Linked DNA regions of Gossypium hirsutum: region 2 is linked to region 1. A link is a contact called in public Hi-C data. All regions are on one chromosome and are shown on one strand. The core of a region is the stretch at or near the end of the contact, and the rest is flanking DNA. Distances in the headings are between cores, read along the strand shown. Region 1 holds the start of LOC107945477 (chaperone protein dnaJ C76, chloroplastic). Region 2 holds the start of LOC107945473 (polyamine oxidase 2).

The links. A called contact is a pair of places that touch in the nucleus more often than the background predicts.
Region 2: a contact with region 1 is called in a Hi-C map of leaf, with 1.8 times the contacts expected there. The contact joins the promoter of LOC107945473 here to the promoter of LOC107945477 in region 1. A contact is called at or near these places in 2 of 34 Hi-C or Micro-C datasets (both in leaf).

The regions. Positions count from the first base shown.
Region 1 is chrD12:32,433,113-32,438,930 of Gossypium_hirsutum_v2.1, forward strand. It overlaps LOC107945477 (chaperone protein dnaJ C76, chloroplastic), which reads right to left and starts at 2,537. Exons shown (of 9, transcript XM_016879497.2): 1 at 2,035-2,537; 2 at 1,471-1,599; 3 at 1,259-1,388; 4 at 244-364. The coding sequence starts at 2,262.
Region 2 is chrD12:32,693,514-32,699,331 of Gossypium_hirsutum_v2.1, forward strand. LOC107945473 (polyamine oxidase 2) reads right to left here and starts at 3,418. Exons shown (of 10, transcript XM_016879494.2): 1 at 2,912-3,418; 2 at 2,110-2,225; 3 at 1,605-1,693; 4 at 1,384-1,497; 5 at 1,041-1,128; 6 at 792-877; 7 at 591-693; 8 at 87-184. The coding sequence starts at 2,951.

The DNA.
Region 1 (5,818 bases), core at 1,287-3,786:
TCTCTTACCAAGGGGGCTATTAGCCTACTTATAAGATTGATAATCGTAAAAATGAACTGGATAAATTGTTAAGCAAGTTGAAAATGGTGGCAGGGCACTGCTGATAAGATGCAAAAGAAATCACCGGAAGATAAAACATATGAGATAAGAAGCATAAAGCAGTTTCCAGCTGACTATATTTTGCATACTTAAAGTAAGGTGAATGATATAATGACATTAGTATACCCTGAAGCAAATACCTACCAACTGTCTATTGCCTCTTGCACTAGTTCAGGATTCCCAAACTGACTATGAACTCTGGCTCGTCCAAAGTCTTCTTCAATTCTAAACACATCACAGGCAACATTGGCACAATTTTTGCAGCCTGTGAAGGAAAAAAAATCATCTTATAGGTGTCAGTTTAGAATCTTAGACTGGTAGCGGTGAAGTTATGCCTTTGTAGGTACTTCCTTCCAATCACAAGTAGTGTAACTTTAGCTACAGTTATTGTTTCCATATGAAAACTTTTTAAAAACTTTTAGAGAAAAGTATCCTAACAGCTAATCTGCTCAAATTACAGGCACCTCTACTAGGTTGTAGTTAAGAAAGACCTATGTTACACTCAAACTGAATGTTAGTATAAGTGTCCAATACATGTATACCCATTTTTTAAATCAGTTTTTCTATATATCATCAGGATCATACCTATACAGGCATGTCTGAAAACATGTGTACCTAAGGGAATATGAAAAGTCCAGAAAAAATAAAGCAAGACATAACCTTGATCAAATGTGGCTGAAATTTTGTACATGCTCCAATTCTTTATGTGCAATCAATATGCATTTAGAAATGCCAAAATTTCTAAGTTCAAAGGAGATCATTATCATTCTGTATATCAGAGGAGTGGTTTAAGACACTTGGGTTATAAATTAATAATCATTAACAACTAATTATGAATGTCAACCAGAAAAAATCAATGTTTTCAAAACCATATCACTTAAAGAACTGGTATTAATGAAATTTCTGGTTGAAACAGTTCAACCGGATGGTTCAAATGATAAAGATAAATTGTATTTTATTTGAAATACTTTGAACATAATTTCTTGCACTTTTATTTTTCTGATTCCTTTTGGTTCTTTCTAGCTTGTCATAATTCTGGTTAAATATATAAGATTGAACCGTCTAATCTACCAGTTTCCGGTTGCACTAGTTGAACTGGTTGATCTGATATGTTTTTAAATCATAAAGAAAAACCTAGAAATGTAAGCAAAGCTCATACCTATGCAACTAAACTCGTCGACAAATACATGGTCTCTTGGGGCGGAATCATCCATGAAAGGATTCATTGCAGTCAACGCATAGCCATGAATTTCATCATAAACCGTGCGCTGTACGGGGTCACTGAGAACCTGCAAAGCAATAGTTACATTGTAGCAGTAGGCAAATAAACATTTACATAATACATAAAGTTCATTCTGAATGGGAACACACCCCATAGACCTCATTGATGAACATGCAGAAATTTGTAGTCTCTGGATCATTGCCACTTAGGTCTGGATGACAAGCCTTCATGCAATTATAATAAGCCTTTTTTATCTCCTCTGGTGTTGCGTCCGGAAGCTAAGTAAATATGGCAAACAAATTTAGATTTCTGAGATTGAATCACGACAAAAGTCAAATTAAAATTACCTTGACATGATAATATATAGATTCCAAGTAGCTATGGCTATGATGAATATCCATTAAGCAACATCACTTGCAAACATAAAGTTTTTATAAATATCAATTACTGCTTATCCATGCAATGATTCTACAAAATCACTTTAACAGTCAGATTCACTCCCTAACAAATCGATAAATTTGAAAGAAACAAGCAAGAATTACTAATCTCAAAATAAAACCAAAAGAAAACACGACTAAAGAAATGTTCTGCCCCATAGTTCATCATTAAGAACCCAAATAGTTGCACACTTCAATTTTCTGTTTTTAACTTCTAACTACATAATAATCATAAAATAGAAAAGTACAAGTGAGAAGAAATGTGAAAAGAATTACCAGACCAAGAACAGCATAATAATCATCGGCAAGAGAATCAGTAGATGCAGAATTTCCAGAAGCAACCTTGACTCTGCCACAACCTCTCCTTTGACCACCATGACCCATCAAGCTCCAAGAAGCTCCAGTCTTAGCATAGGCCTTCCATGAGCTTCTTCTGCTCATATTTAAAGATGGGTTATGGATTTTAAGAGTATCTGTATATACAGGAGAGAGTAGCTGAGCCATTGGTGCATGCAAATTTAGTGTTTTAGTTGTTTGTTTGTTTAGTTAGCTTTGAGACAGAGGCAGAGTAGCAGAGGGGAAGGGAAAGGCATGTCGTTACTTAATATAGTAGAAAATTTAGAGGAGGAAATTCAGGCGTGGAATGGTGAAATGCTGAGATGGCAAAAGGAGAGCCATTTGGTTTCCATGAATTTAGAGGGACCGAAGTTGAATCTAGAGACTGGAGAGTAAGTTTAGCACGTGTCGGCCTGTGTATAATTCTTGCCTGCCTGCCTCCCTCCCTTCCAATCCTACATTATTTTATTTGGATTTTTGTTTTTTAAATGATTTATTTTTTATATTTACGCGAAATATTAATACAAAATTATAATACTTCAGATATATTCACAAAACACTTTTCAAGAGCTTTTTTTTTTCCTCTGGTTATTATTTTGCACTGAAAAAAATCTGGAGCTCCTTTGGTCTGGTATTCTAAGGGCTACTTTGGCATTATCATTGGTTAAAAAGTCGTTTTAAAAAATTTGGTTTGAAAAAAATATATATTTAAAAGTGTTGTAGCAAAATGCAATAAGAAATGTGATTTAAATTACTATTTGATATTACTTTAAAAAGTTATAATTAAAGTTAAAATGTCTATTTAAGATATGATATTAAAAATTAAAAAATAAATATATTTAAATAATTTAATATAATTATATATGAAATATACATAAAAAAATTTAATAATTAATAAATTGTTTGTAAATTTAAAGCTACAAAAAATATTTTAAAAATTAAAATACAATAATAAATGTTATTTAGTGATAAATAAAATTTAAATTAATCTATATTTTTAAATATATTTTAACTAGTTAATATAAACAAAGGTATTTTAATAAATTGAGTTTGAAAATGCAATTGGCAAAAACTAAAAAACCTAAATTCCAATTTTATGCATTTAGATTGAAAAACATATTTCCACCTCATTATTAATCTTAGAAGTCAAGTGTTTGGCGGTGTTTATGTGGTTAAAAAAATAGTTTTTGATCTCATAAGCAATCCCGAGCGAGGCCTAAGTCCTTCTCTGACAACCTATGGGTTGCATAGGGGCAGCATTAGAGGGGGCAAGTAAGGGCTCTGACCCCCCTCAAATGGAAAAATTATGTTTTAACCTCTTTAAGATCTGAAAAATTACAAGTCAATAAAATGTTAAAATTGAATTTTAGCCCTTTAAAATGATAAAATGATGATTTAATTCTTCTAGAAATTATAAATTTATAAGCTTGCAATGAAAAAAAATTACATTTTATCTCTCATAAAAATTTTAATTTAATTTCGGCCTCCTCCAAAAATTATTTTGGCTTTGTCCCCGGTGTCACCAATTTTGTTTCTTGAATGACATGCCTCAAGTGACAATGAAAAAGCCCCCCAACTAGTTTCTTCCCATTGAAGATCAACGGTTTGATCATTCATGTATCCATACCTCACTTTTACAATCTCATAATTAACATTAAGAGAATCTCTCACTAGAATGATAGTATAAAAACTTAACTTTAAAGCAAAATGAAGTGCTTAGATCAACGCATATGCCTTCGTTACAAAAGAAAAAAAAAGCGCTTGCAATATTTTGGATTTGCATTATGTAGACAACAATGACAAAACCACGATGATCATTACATAGAATACCGTCACTACTTGAACCATCCTCTGATAGATAATCAACAACAAATTTTATCTTAAAGAAAGATTCAGTTGGGGGAATCCATCCAAGGGATTCGTTCAAGTCACGAGTTGTCTCAAATCAATTAACCATATGGAGTTCCAAAAGGCATGAAATGACAAATCTATACAACTTTTGAGTTGATGTCCCTTTTGTTGGATTTTTATACCATTAGTGAAGTTATTTTATCATTATACTTGTAATTTTTCGAATAGATTGGTTTAATAAAACTCCATAGTTATAATATTATCTTGTGCATTATCGTCTTCAATGGTTTTTGCATGAAGGGAAAAATATATAAGCAAATATTAGTTCATTGATTACCTAAGGTTTAACAATATTAAGTTGCTTCATATGAATGGATTATGATTTGAAATGATGACTTATTTTAGTAGGTATTCTAAATGGTCCGTAATATGAGGAATAAAAAATGACCAATTGATTTAAGGGACTATTATGTTGTCTATCAAGTCTAGTGAGGGAGATATATTGTCTTGGGTGTTAGACAGATGACTTTTAAAAAGATAGAAACATAGTTGTAATTGTCAAGATTGAAAATATACCAAACATGACCCAAGTTGAATTTATCCTAAATCTATACTAATTATCGGATCCGGATATGAGACATCACATTATGTTGTCAGAGCAACTCAAACTACCACCATTTATTTCACTAAGTGACTTAACACTCAAACATAATGAATCCCAGATATTTCTACTTATAAACTTAAACACATTTAATTAATAATGTCAAATAGTCTCTTTAAAGTGTTTCGAGATTAAACGGGTCAAACACGGAGTTAGGATTCGAATCCAAACTCGATTTGTCAAATTCAATAGTGTGTCTCAAGACATTGAAGGCCATGCCTCGAAACATGCTTCCCCTATTTCAGACTTCTAATTTTGATCTTTGCCTTGTTGGGATCTAGTGACTTTAGTGTGGTGATTTTTTCTATACATACTTGTAAATTTTTGAACAAATTGGTTTTGTTAAGTACTTATGATTACCAACCCAAGAACCAGATAAGGTTCAAGTGATAACTCTTGAAGAGATATAATTCATACTTTTAGACTTAGTTAATTACTTGTACTTAAGTAAAATTAGTTTCATTTTAGGTAATTGCATGATTATTTTTAGTTAATCGAGCATTGCATGTAAAAACTTGGGATGGAGATTACTCTAATGCCTCTATACTTTTAATTTTTGGTGGAAAGACTTTGTGGTGGTTGAATGACAAGTTTGAGGAAGAAAGATTGCAAAGGATGGAGATTTGTTGAGGCATTATGAAAGATTGCCATGGCTATGTTAAGGAAGAAAACGACAAATACCCAGTCATTAATTAGAGCATTCAGTAGTTGCCCCCCATGCACGTGTAATGGAAAATATCCATCTCAAAATTAGGGAAAAAGCAATCATTGGCTGACGACTTTTACCCTAGAGGAGGACCCAAGTATAAAAGAAAAAATGGGGGATTGATGGCCAAGGAGAGGTCTGCCATCTATGACAGCTGAAGGTATGGCTGATTGTAAATACGGAGCTTCGACAGAGGTCTCTTTGTGATAAGGAGGGTAATTTGAGCTATTGGGAGCTTGGGTGAAGACACGCATCAGACGTCAAGTTGGGGGAATTCGTATTCTAAACCCAGATTTTTTCCTTTGTAATTTGTTCTAAATCTGCTAATTTAAACTGTTATTTTGGGATGTTGATGATATTAAATTACTTGAATTTGCATAGCCCAGTCATAAGCTAACTTAGCACAGTTGGGAATTACTTTGATGATGTTTTAACTCTGATGAATGTTTATGGATGAATATGATTCAATTTACTGCTTTATCGAATGTTTGTTTCTGTTTATATGC
Region 2 (5,818 bases), core at 2,168-4,667, 260 kb after region 1:
CAAAGGCATTTCAACGATGGACATTACTGATAAATTCATCCACGCTAAAGGACATACAAGCCGGTGAACTATTCAAGTTAAATTACCTGTGGCTCAAGCGGATGTCAATACCTTTGGCCAGAGTGTTTATGACAGGAAGATAGCCCCTGACCATGAGTCCGTGACCACCAGGTAATAGCTCTTCCTAAAGATAGAAAATAAAAACAGAAAGTTGTAGGTACAGAAAGTCAATGTAGTTGAGGAGCATCATAGTAAATGGAAGTAGAACAAGTAAGAATTTGGCAAAATACATGAAAATGTTGTTTTTTTTTTTTTGTGGGGGGGGTTGTTAGTGAGTCAAACTAGGATCTATTCCTATTTTTTATTGAAAGATTTTCATTCATCATGTACAAAGACAACAACCCTAAATACGTTCAATAGTTCATGAACATTCTAGACCTCCATTATGCATTTGACTTCCTATAGTCTGCATAAGAAAACTCATCTCCACTATATTTAACCTTGGTGCCTCGTTGAACAAAAAGTCAGTGGGAAAAAAACATCAAAAGCAATTCAAATAAAACCTCAAATTTCTAAGTATGAAAACCTGCCTGGTCCCAGCTTTTAAGTGAGATGGTATCAGCATCCGAAGCAAACCAACCTTCCATTCTGCATACATACCACTGAAGTACCTTATGTGCAAGCCCTTCCAACCTGTAGATTAACAATTAGATTTTGAGTATTCCCGCTTTCAAAGTTGTAAAATAGGAAATGAATAAAAAGATATTGAATAACAGTCATGTTTGGTAGACCTTAATTCTGGTCTTCTTTCGAAAACAATTGAGAAAGCACTACTTATGGACATGTCTTCACTGTGCTCTTGTCTCACTTTATTCGTCTGCAATCACATAACAAAAAGTGACAGCAACAACAGATTGAGAAAGAACATCATCATGGTTCTAGGATTCTAAGAAAAAGGAAGAAAATAATTATAAGTTCTGTGCAGTAAACAATGTTAGCTACTAGAGAGATATGCCAATAAAACAATATAGAAAACTTGCCTCTTCCAAAATGCACTCAAATGTTTCTCCAACCTTAGTGACCAACTCCTGTGGAACTTGATGACCATCCATATCAAAAAGTGCATAACTGCAGCAGTAAATAAAAATCAGCAAAACTGACCATTTACAGCATGAGTAAATGAACAATATCATCATGCGTGTAAGATCATTCCTTAGGAGTGAAACTCCTTTTCTACCCAAGAAAAAGCAAGACCGCTTTTTCTTATACAGCAGACGAGAAGTTCTGACATATACAATAAAAAAAGAGGTAAAAAGTAGCAATTAACATGTTCTGACCACCATATAGAATCAAAGACTAGTCCCTTGAATAAATGTTTCTCACCTCTCCAAGTCATGGTCATACAGCACAGAGTTATCACCACTAGTCCGATAAAGTGGTAGTCCAAGTCTACTGATCAATGGTGCCAAGGGATTTTCTTTCGAAACTCCATGCAACCTGAAAGATTTGTATTTTTGGAAGTATTTAGTCAGATAAAATTCATTCACACAATTGGAGAGGATTTGCATGTACACAAGTAGAATGAAAAAAACCAGCAAGTGTACCATGAAGCACCAAGGTCAACAGGAAAACCAAATGAGTAATCAGTATGAACTCGACCTCCAATTCTGTCCCTGGATTCTAACACCGTAACCTAAAAACACAACCAAATTCTGTCAAACGCTAAGAAACAATAAAAAATAAGTCCAAATGTGCAAAGCTTCCATCTTTAATGAGACACCAAATGCTTAATGTTTGATTTGGTCAAGTGAATTCGAATCTTGAAGAAGTGACGAACATGACTTATAGGATAACGGAAAGCTCATGGCCAAATATACCGTCATGCATATATAATATAATAAAAAAGAGAAAAGCTTCATTGGATTTAGGCTCTGCTTTGTACGTAGGATGGAAAAAGTGAGAATGGGAAACTTCTCAATCTAATGATTAAACTACAAAGTAGGAAAGTGGCTATGAATCTTAATCATTTGATTAAGAAATTATCCATCCACTTTTCCATCCTTCATATCAAGCAAATAGAGAAGCCCCAAATTTAGAAGATTTAGTTACCTGAAATGAGGCTTCATGGAGAGCACGTGCGGCTGCAATTCCAGCCATTCCAGCCCCAATCACGATTACTGAAGGTGTTCTTACTGGCCTCCTCGCCCCATTTGGATAGCAAATACCTTCCAAATAGTAACCAAAAGTTTTCTTTTATTTAATTATTATTTTCAGCTTGTGCCAAATTTCAAATGAAACTTCTAATATCATGAAAATTAGCAGAAAATATAGTAAATGTTAAATAAAAAGAATGAGATCCTTATTTCATCAGCATCAACATGGCCCCAATGCTTCATAATTTGTATGCATGTATATTTAGACATGATTTCCACTATCAGCTCAATATTTTTGTACATATATCTATTGATAGCTTTTTCACTATATTCTCAAACCTTAAAATTTTTAAAGAACATTTCTTTAAATATTTTTTTCAATCTAACAAAAGCAAATCATACTGAAAAAAAAATTGTCCTTGTATACTTCAAAAAACATGACACAAAATCTTTGATACGTTTTAAATAAATAATGTTTTCTAAAAAAAAATTGAATGTTTGAATTTTTAAGCTTGCCTATTAAATAAAAAATTCCGTACATAACACATAATCACTAGTCAAACATAAATAATTTTAAGAATTAAAGAAAAAGAAAAGCTAATAATGTTAAACTAACTTAAACAACCAGTCACCTCATTTTTATTAATACAATCGCATGTTGTCAAATGAATCACGGTGTCAGATAAGCTGCATCTCCAATTAATTAAACAAAACTACCGACAAAAAAACATAAAGAGAAAGAGAAAGAAACAACGAACCTCCACGCAATTGGTGATTACTCTTGTCCGACGACTCCATGGATTAAGATCGGGATTAGGATTTAGATTTAAGATGTAAGGGAGGACTATGTTTGGAATTAGAATTAAGCAATAATAATAAAGGCTCAGTTGATTTTTTTTCGAATTTAAATAACGAAGGAGGTAATTGAGGGGAGTAATGAAGAATAAAAATTAAAAGACACGTTATAAAATGGTTGGAAGAATTCAACGAAGAGAAGCAAGTAAAACCCAGATTTCCCAACCAGCTCATGCGATTTCCTTTCTTTTTCCGATTCTATCCCTCCTCTTCGTCTTTAATCCCCGTTTTTCCAGAAAGAAACCGGCAATGATAATAAGATCTCGAGATCGAAACAAGAATTTTTAATCGCCGGAGTTTTGAGATCACGGGGGGTATATTTGGAAACCGGAGATTTCACAAAAGAGGGAGAGAGAAATGGAAATATAATTAGAAAATTCTAGAGAGCGAAGGGGCGTTTTGGATGAATCCTTGTATATGGCTTGCCTCAATTTATAGAGTTGCTTTGCCATCGTGAAAAAAAGAGCGCCAAGTATTCCCACTCGCGTAGGTGATAAGGAACTGTACGCGCTTACTTTTGAGACCACGTGGTTATATTTTAAAGGTGCTTTAAGATATTGAAATTAGTTGAACCATGACGAGAGGTATGTGTTAGCTAAACGTGTACATAAAGCGGTGAGGGTTGTGAGAATAAGGGTGTTTCAGTCATGTGATAAACGTCTCCAGCCTGCTGCGTTACTATTGTTAGGAAGGTAAAAGGAGGAAAAAAACAAAAAGTGAATGTATTCCGTGAGTTACAGGGGATGGTAAAACAGTGAAGTTTTGGAAGGATAGTTTTGGATTCCATGTATGGGTCCTTTGATTCAACATTTTGAGATCCCAATGATGTTGCAAGGCTCAGCTAACGTTTTTTATTATGTGGACTGGAAGGCTTTTGGGGATTGGAATCGTTTCGTGCCTTACTTGGACCATCAAACAACTGTAAAAATTGCTTCAGTGACTACAGATATGGACCTAAGTTTTTGGTGAGACACAGTGAATGGTATATGCACTGTAGCAGCAGCACATCACAAGCTTGTTGGTGCAAATTGGGAAATAGAATGTGATTTGGAAGTTTCAAGGCCATTAGAGGGCTAACCGTCAGGGAGCGTTTGCTGACAAATAGTAAGCAATTGAGGAGAGGCATTTCAACCTCAGATCTTTGCCCAATTTTCAGGTGTTATCCTGATACCGCTCTTCATGCTCTAAGATATTACTTTGGTGCTACAGAAGTTTGGGGTCAATTAGTTTTAAAAGATGTGAAGAACATGTTTTATGCTGGGGATTTCTAATCTTGGCTGTGAGGAAGCATTGGAAACTGCCGGAGCATCTCGGGGAGGCAGGTGGACTGAAAAATCTGTTTTGTTGTGGATTGCTTTGATATTTGGAAGCAAAGGAACTGGTTTATTTTTCAAAACAAGGAACTAAATCCAGGAGAAGTGGTGCTATGCAGTTTGTGCATGGCCAAGGGATATATTACATTTGCTAATTATATACGTATAGATGAGGTGAAATTTATTAAATTCAATTCATCAAAGTTGTCAATTTTTAAATTTGAAAAATCATTTGACTTGCGATGACTTTTTGGATGGGATCTAGACATTTCTTGATTGAGATATCTCATAGCATTCAAAGAGCTATCTCTTAGCTTCGAAACGCACTTTGAATCACTCGATTTTGAGTCCAGAGACTCAACTTATGACTGTTTTAGAGAAGACCGTGCAAGCAGAAATTTTGGATGTTATTATTACAGAAAATTACGAGTTTTGAGCTTTAATTCGAGTTTAAATCTTATTGTGTTCAACTTTAATGCTTAATTTTTATTATATATGAGCCAAATATTGTATCTAGGAGTTTTATGTTTCTTAGCTAACAAGAAAGTTTAGTTCCACCATAATGTTTGTTGTTTAGATTAACAAGAGTTTCATTCTATTTAGGAGTTGTTGTAATGGCTCGATTTTCTACATTGTCGAAAAATTCAATTTTGAACCGAATTTTTAAATAAATTATGATTAAATAGTCACATGTTGAATATGGAAATAGTAGGATTGAATCATTAACTGAAATTAAATTAGATAAATTATTAAGAATAGTAATAATGTAACACTTCGGTTCTAGTGAGTACAAGGTTTGGCGTATAATCCTAAGGTAGTATGATTGGCGGAGTAAGCTTTGCCCAAATGCATCTTTCGGCGCATAGAGCGAGTGTGTACAATTATATGGTTAAGATAATAAAGATTCATTGTCAGATGGCTATGTTAATTGGAATACGATCAATGGCCAAGTAAAATTGGTACCGAGAATATGAATTCGCGTCAGGAATAGTACGCCCGTTAACTGTGGTATTGTGCAGGTTAAGTTGCAAGGTAAACTGATTAGGAACCAACTAAATGTGAACTAGAATAGTTAAAATATAAAGGAATACTCAATTCATTCTCTCGAAAGTTATAGATTTTTTATAAGACAATTCAGTAATAATGTGACATTTGTCAAGTTCCAATAAGAACTTAGATTATAATAATAGATATTCAAGTTTTGGAAAGGGGGAGTTTTCTTCTTTTTTCTTCTAAGACAAGGTTATCTAAGGCTTGAAGAACCGAAGGCACTTCTCTAAACTAAAGTTGAGATCCTGGATTTTATGAGTAATAGCTCCATGTCAAGGTAAGTTTTATGACTTTGTATGTTATGCTATGAAATAGTAGGTCTATAAGAGCGTATGAATAGTAAGATGAAGAATTAAGGTTTCGTATAAGGGTTATATGGGTTTGTGTTGATGGTAAAGGTTACGAATGAGTTTTAATGGTGTTCTTCTAAATTATAAGTAGTGGTTA